2 separate regions of the Mus musculus genome follow, and region 1 is linked to region 2. The links are chromatin contacts, called in public Hi-C maps. All regions are on one chromosome and are shown on one strand. Each heading gives the region's core, a stretch centred on a gene start, on an enhancer-like site or on the middle of the called end of the contact. The rest is flanking DNA. Distances are from core to core; before and after follow the strand shown. Region 1 has its middle 29 kb from the start of Gm36372. Region 2 overlaps Gm40287 (a long non-coding RNA gene).

Region 1 (4,054 bases), core at 922-3,421, 560 kb before region 2:
GTCCAATACAGAATAATTCTATTGCTGTAAGCATCTTTTACTGTCTTATTCTGTTTCCAGTTGCTATGGAAATTCCTGTTACTGTAATGCACTAAGAATAGAAGTTTGCTTAGTCCAGTGGTTCTCAACACTCCTAATACTGCAATCCTTTAAATTTATTATTACTATCCATCATAATAAATATCGGACATATAGATTATCTGATATGTGAGCCCCATGGGTGTTGGGATTCACACTGATTTAGCTCATGGTTCTGGAGGCTGAAAGTCCTAGAGTGTCCTGTAAGGGCTTTGTTGTGTCGTCATATCCCCAATGGCATGGTGAGGTAAGGCTAGTGTGTTCACTCAATTTTATAAAGCCACAAATACTATTAGGAGGTCCCACTCTGAGGCCCTCAATCCTAATCACTGCCTGGTGTCCCAATGGCAAATACCATTCAATATATAAATCTGGGCAGTAAGTCTTCAAAACATGAAATTTCAGGGACTAAAATCCTTCCTTTTACTTAGATCATGACAGCTCTTAATTTGTCCTCCTGCTCTGATGAGAAAGTTGCTTTGAACATTAGAGCTATTTTTAAGAGAACATGTTTTTATTGCTGTGGAATGAACAAACTATGGATTCTGTGTGACATTCTAATGTCTCCTCTGGGAAGTGACTATCTTAGACAAACATGACCAGTGGTAAGTACTCAGAAAAACCCTAGTGCAGTCATCATTCGGAACATTGCTGGTAAGACACTTGAGAGGGGATTCATGTTGTATCGCTTGCCTGCATTGGAAAATATGAGGAAGGTAATTTTCCCACTGTGTACAATAGAAATACTACTTAAGAATAATTACAGAAAAAACATTTTGCATCTGATACTGATTTCTAAGCAAATAGAGGTAGAAATGGGTTCACATTTGTGGAGAAAGTGAGTGTGGGAAATAGGGAAGGTTGTGTTTACCATATGCCAAAGAGAGGATGGTGCCCACTGCCTTACCTGGATGGTAGTCTGAGTTCAGGGAGATCAGAGGAGGGCACAGAGAGTGTTCACGTTTTTAGAGCTCTGGATGCTAGTGACTGTCTGTCTGTCTATCTATCTATCCATCCATGATCAATCATCTGCCTATAATCTATCTGTCTGTCATCTATCGTTTACCTACATGATCTCCCCCACCACGGTTCCTTCATTGCTGTTATTTCTTGTTTTTTGTTGTTCTTGCTCCTCCTCCTTTCCTCTCAATTACTTTTATCTTTATTTTTTCCCAATTCAACAGACTGAAGGCACAGATAGCACGGGTCACTTAGTACCTTGTAACTACTGGGACAAGGACTGTGGCAAGAAAGATCCCCCTCTCTCTTACAAACACACACACACACAAATAATATTTTCCTACTATCTATTCTGATCATGATTTCAGCTCTCTTGTTTCCTCTTAGATCTTTTCAACCTCCTTGCCCACCTAACTCCACAACTTCCTTCTCTCTCTCTTTTTAGAGAACAAATAGACCAATAAAAAACAAGGATAAAACCAAGAAAACAGTAAATAAGAGTGCGTGGTGCTACTTCTGCACAGGACCCAAGTTCTTCTATAAGCACCCTCATTGGGCAGGCCAGAATACATTGTTACACTAGGGATCTGCCTCTTTTGGTACTCATAACATATACCCTGCCCCTCCCCACAATTAATGAAATTTTTCAAACATAAAAGCAGAAGGTTAGGTACTCATTGTGAGACCCTATATCAAATTGTGCTTTGGGCAGGCTCTTGGCCCTGTGGCATCTGAGCTTGGAAAAGGATGGGTCTGGATGGATGGGAAAGATGAAGGGTAGAAAGGAGACTCATCAGTAGAGAAATGGGGACTGATAACATATAAGGCAAAAGAAGTACATGGAATCTAGGCAGTAACCAGGTAGATAAAGCATAGTTGGGAAGAAAAACTTGGAATCAAGACAGGAGGGAAAAATGAGACACCAGGTCGTTGAAGGAGGATGGTCCCCAAATGTTAGTGTCTATCACATGGTGAGCGTGAACTGCCCTAGACAGCTGGCTCTACTCGGGCAAGAGTGCCACTCATTTCTACCAGCAAAAGGCCAGTTTTGTCTTTTATCATCAGTACGGTTCTCTGGCTGGTGTATCTGACACCATGATAATTGTACATAAACACAGCCAGGACACTGATGTTACTAAGGTGACCACTGACTGCTCAGCTGGACTTTGTGCTGAAGCCCTGGATCCTTATGAATTCATAGGAACTGTAGATACTTGTTGGACAGCAGCCAGCACTTCAGAACTAACTCAAAGGCAAATGAATTGAAAGAATTCCACCTGCGTTTTGTCGGAGAGTCTTAAAATTATCCCTAATTAGCAGCAATCATTCTTCTTTTTTGAGGATGTGCATTCCTGGTTTAGCGAAGCCAGCTTCTCCTCCGTGAGAGAGAGTCATTGAAATGCAAGCAGTGTGCTGGATATCTGTGCCTCCTGCTCTGAAAGGAACCTCTCAGTTCCCGGGTGACCCTGTGCTAATGAGTCTCTGGCTGGTGAGTCATCTTCTAGCCAAGCCAGAGATATTATCAGTTTCATTAGAGTCCCTCCAGTCACCTCAGCTTGGCCTGAAGCTTCACAAGAAGGCCATTAGATCGACATTGACAGGACACACTCACCAGCCCACCCCACCCGAATCATTTAGTATTTGCAAACACGCCAGGCATTTGCTATGAAAATGCACTGTTCTGCATGCAAACACCCGTTGATCAGTTTCACTGGAAACGAGAGCATTGCATACTTGCTTGAGTGGAGATGCCACCAGAACAGATGTCTCTGCAAAGGCTATTTTAGAATGACCCCGACTGAGTCTCTTTTTTCTGCAGAGAAATAGTAGCCACCGTTTTAATGATTCCTTCCAGCTTGGAACTCTGCTAGGAGCAATCTCATTCATTCCCAGTCAGGTTGTTGGCTGCACAGCCCCAGGCAGGCTCTATGATGCTTGTTTGGATATGTTCTTACTGTTGGGGCTGCTCCCAGCTGAAAGCCTGAATGGTGTGAACACATGTGGGGAACAACATATGTCTCCCTTGCCAATCACCTAGATGAGACTCAGCCTCTCTCTTTCTTTAGTCAGCCAAGGAAGATTTCTGTTGGACCAAACAGATCCCTGGAACACAGCATCTAAGGCCCAAGACACAATTCTTCAGCTATTGGAAGGATTAGGTGTCTCCGTCTCTGGCTTTCTGGAACTCTTGGTTATAGAGATTTGGAGCAATGGCATACTCTGCATTGACTAGGTCATTCTTTTCTGGTCTCCACAGGGGACAAAGCAGAGGGAGGACCACAAACTGGTTCTGCAGACAGGCATGCAAGAGGCATTGTAAGGCTGGAGATGTGAGTTGTTTTAGGAGTAACACTTACTTGATTTAAAGATGGGTTCTATGTTTTCCAGAACATTCTCTCTTGCCTTCATGTTTATCATTGACTTGTCTCAGGCTGAATGGCAGGATGGGAACAATGGATCAAGTGATTTCCTTTGTGGTTTGCATGACAACATTGGCTTGTTTGTGTAGAGTGTACTTTCCTGTCATACTTCTTTCTCTTTAGAAAGACAAGAGTCCAGTTTAGGCTCTTCAGTCTTTTGGTTATAAGTCCTTGCAGGTGGGGTGGCATTCTGTAGAGCACAAATGGCATTCTGATGCATTTTGGGATTACATTTAGGGATGGATGCAGAGGCCCACTATGCTCTCTGCTCACATTCAGTGGATACAAAGCCACTCATTGTGTGCCCCTACTGTGCGTTCTTCTTACACTTAGTGATGGGTGCAGAGGCCCCACCCTCACTCTGGACTCTGCTCATACTTAATGATGGATGCAGTGGCCCCCACTGTGGGCTATGCTCACACTCAGCAATGTATATAGAGACACACACTGTGGGCTATGCTCACACTCAGCAATGAATGTAGAAACACACACTGTGGGCTTAGGCCCCCACCGTGGGCTATGCTCACACTCAGCGATGTATATAGAAACACACACTGTGGGCTGAGGCCCCCACCGTGGACTCTCCTTAGAGCTTA
Region 2 (3,813 bases), core at 330-2,829:
TCTGAACTACCAAGAGATAAGGAGTCTGAGTCCCAAGAGTGAGGGGATGGTCTGTACCAGGAGATTATGTTTAAGAACTCTGGCTATGAGGCGCACACAGTAATGGCACATTACTTGGGCAGGCACATTCAGACATGAAATAGGCAGAAAGGGAGAATGATTGAACTTAGTGATGACATAGCCTACTGGGTCAAGAAAGGCACCCAGAAAGAAGATATGTACAATACTGATGGATGCAGGGACTTGAAGAGACAGGGATGGGGATGAAGAACTCCATAGATGTGGAAGTCATGCAAGTAAAAGCATGGGGGGAGAAACAGAATGGTACACAAGGTCCAGTGAAGAAACTCAGCTGGTAAGAAGAATGGGCCAACACACCAACTCTTTGGGGGAGAATCAGGAGACAAAAATTAAGATCTTTATTCTCCCTCTGGCTTGACTGACTTTGGAAGTCTTAAAGTCTCTTTGTCTTTCTCCCCATCCTTCTGAGTCTTCTGTCCTCCCCTACTACCTTCCTCCCCTTCTCCTTTTCCTTCCTCTGTCCATTTCTTCATTCCCTCACCCTCTCTCTGTCCCTCCCTCCCTCTATCGTTGCCTCTTCTCTCTTCTTTACTTCCGATCTTTCCTTTCCCCTTCCCTCCCCTTCTTTTCACCTTCCTATTTTCATCTCCTTCTCTCTTTTTCCCTGTATTTCACTCTCATCCCGTTGTCTTCCCTCCCATCAATATTTAGCACAAATGCACTGATTGTCTGTGTCTCCAGCCCTTTGGTAAGCTAGAGATACAGAATTATTTCCCACAGTCTCTGCTTGGAAGGGGTGCTCATAGAACACTGCTGTGCTGGGGGCTGAGAGGGAAGGATTGGGAATACAAAGCCTGACCTATGCTTGACATATATCCAGGAAACATAAACAGCACGTATTGACAGGCAGACATGGTCCAAGGGTTTTTATACACATGATCTCATCATATTGCACTAACTGGTGGAGTGCTTATTATTTTGTCTAATGCACACATGAGACTTAGAAAAAGTAAAGAAACAGTTCCAGTCACACAGATAGTATGTGGCAGAACTCAATTTCTATGTTCCTAACCTTTTATTTGTGCTCTATATGCCAAGTAATTGAATCTGCACAGCCTCACACAGGGATAATGATGTGGTTAGCCGTGGTATTTTTTTCTGGGTGCTTTGTAGCCATTAAATTCTCACTCTGTCTCATATCTCTATATATCTGTCATATGCATTATGTATGTATGTATATATGTATGTATGTATAGATAGATAGATAGATAGATAGATAGATAGATAGATAGATGGTAGATATGCTTAAAACAAAGCCAATCCTCTCTGAAATTCCATCTTTTCCCAAAGGGAAGCATTTCTACCTAGAGACAAACACTTGTGACAGAGCAGGTCTTCCACGGTCCACAATCCTTGTCCCTGATTCAGCACATAGGGACTGAAAGACACACTGACTAAGAGCAATGGTGGCTAGCTGCAAACATACACTAACACACGCTAATCTCATCTCCTGCCTCTGCTGGACGCATCTCAGGAATGTGGGAGGCTAGCATGTCAGATAGGCAATTACTGGCCGGACGCAGCATTGCATAATGGGATGATGACTAGGGCTTCCTGCTTCAGCGAGAATGCAGCCAGCTTGCCAGAAAGGATTTATCTTCCCAAGAGAAACATGCCAACTTTAGGAGGATATGAAGTAACTGTTATTATGGGGAAAAAAAGACAAGCTTAATTTGAAAATACTCAAGGTCCCTTTCAGCTTGTGCTCTGTCTGCATGTTCTCCTCCTCCTCCTCTTGCTCCTCCTGCTCCTCCTCCTCCTCCCTGCCCCAGTTCTATCTTCTGGTTTTCTTCCTTGCATGTGACCAGGTCTCCGAGTCGAGTCCATCTTTATATTTCTGTGGCTTTGTTGCCATACTTGCCTTTTCTTTACCCTAGTTCAGTGTTGAAGAGAAGGGTCTTAATTCTCCACAAACAAAAATCCATGGTGCTGATAAAATTAAAAATGTGTCTGTGGTGTTGTTGTGTAGGAGGACCTCGCAGACTGAACATTAGTTAGAAGAGACTCAGTTACCTAATATACAACATCCTGGTAGGTCTTTCATGATAACTAAGCAATCTAACTGACCATAACCTTCCCTTGCTGGCAAATGTGTTCATAGTAGGTGCTCTGTAAGCCCCTTGGCTACCATAGGCTCCTATGAAACCTGGACTCACCTCCTCAGTGTGCCTGATTTGCTGCATGGAGGGAAAAAAATCCTTGCACAAAATTAGATAAAAGAGTAACATACAGAATTCTTATAGACATCCCTGGTTAATGACTTTTCCCCCACCTGGTAAGGATGTTAAAATACAGGATAATAAAGTCATTGGCTTAGAGGTTCCCAGCATCATTTAGAACCTCTGCCACTAAAAAGTCAATATTTCCAACTCTTCATTTTACTTTCTAATCATGCATCCTGCTCCCTTTCCTCCTGTTAAATCATTTTTATTACAACATATAAACATGGCAGCTAAGCAATTAAGGACATACATAACATAAATGGATATACAACATCCACACTTATAGAGAAAGCCTCAGTAGGTAATTATTATTGTCTAGAATTGCCATGTGTCATAAAGAATCTGTATTATTTACTACCCAGACTAGTGACCTGAGTTCAATTCTAGGAACCCTCATAATAGAAAGAGAGAACTCATCCCTGCAAGTTGTCCTCTGACCACAAGGGTGCCATGGTACACATACGCCCCACCAATCAATCAATTAATGTAATTAATTCACACACATACACACACACACACACACACACAAATGAATAAAATTGTAAAGACTTTTTTTTTTTTAAAAAAGAAGACAGAAAAATATATTAAATTAGAGTTCACTGTCTCATGAAAATCCTGCTTGGAATTTAAAGGGGTCAAAATGAATTTCATTCACACCTTTCAGAGTGGTTAAGCACTTGGGAACAAACAAGTGAGTTAAGTACTTTCTTACCTCTCACAGATTCTTGTGGTGTTTCATTGTTTGATTTTTAAGGATGAAGGTCAAGTTCAGAGAGGGAAGCACAAATTCCCCAAGGCCATTTTGAGCAAAGGAAGCAGGAAGTTGCAGGGAAAGCTGAACCCCATCCGCCTGACTCCAAATCCCTTCCCCTTTTACTTCCTTCAGTCTTCATCATGGATCACCAGGTCTTCCAGGTACAGAAGAAAGCTAGAACTTCCTTCATTTTCATCAAGGAGCTCTTTCTTCTATCCGATGAGCTCAAAATTCTGAGGGCATGGAGATATGCCTGGTGAATTTTACATCATCACAGTGAGATCCACCAACACACTAGGATTCCTCATAAATGCCCACAGCCACTGCATTCAAAGTCCCAATCTTCATGTTTTCTTTCCAAATAGCATCTATTCTTCCATCATCCCAAGACAATTAACAAGGTTTAAATGTGGAAAGCAATGATCTCTGGGTAACAGAGGGTATCAATCACTTTCCTTGATTAACTAAAGCTTACATTTTCTCCATGTGGCATTTCAGCATCTCACAAACCTGTGTATCTGATGGTGATTCAACCACAGCTCATTAGGTTTCATTTTATGTTCATCAATAAAATAACCATGTGATGGAGGTTGCCAATCCCTAACTCCTTATGACTGAGTTCCCTTTTGAGTCCTGAGATTGAAGTGTAGATTGAAGCCTGAGATCTGAATGTGCTTTGTTGACAAAATCTGTGTTACTGCTGTCTTGGCAAGTCTTGGTGCCAGGCAGCCTTCAAGCATCCACTGTCACCACCAG

The links. A called contact is a pair of places that touch in the nucleus more often than the background predicts.
Region 1: a contact with region 2 is called in a Hi-C map of the N1E-115 cell line, with 2.9 times the contacts expected there. The contact joins two enhancer-like sites. A contact is called at or near these places in 1 of 15 datasets of contacts at CTCF or cohesin (the NIH/3T3 cell line), 1 of 484 Hi-C or Micro-C datasets (the N1E-115 cell line) and 1 of 115 datasets of contacts at active chromatin or transcription factors (embryonic stem cells).

The regions. Positions count from the first base shown.
Region 1 is chr12:16,259,633-16,263,686 of GRCm38.p6, reverse strand. No RefSeq gene overlaps it. Among named protein-coding and RNA genes, the nearest start is that of Gm36372, 29 kb to the right of the region's middle. Within about 2 kb of position 2,171, at least 36 of the 459 cell types and tissues checked have an H3K27ac peak or open chromatin away from gene starts, as enhancers often do. A contact at or near this core is called in the N1E-115 cell line, where this site is marked.
Region 2 is chr12:15,702,482-15,706,294 of GRCm38.p6, reverse strand. Gm40287 (a long non-coding RNA gene) reads right to left here. Exons shown (of 6, transcript XR_872503.1): 2 at 3,016-3,290. Among named protein-coding and RNA genes, the nearest start is that of Mir6387, 97 kb to the left of the region's middle. Within about 2 kb of position 1,579, at least 47 of the 459 cell types and tissues checked have an H3K27ac peak or open chromatin away from gene starts, as enhancers often do. A contact at or near this core is called in the N1E-115 cell line, where this site is marked.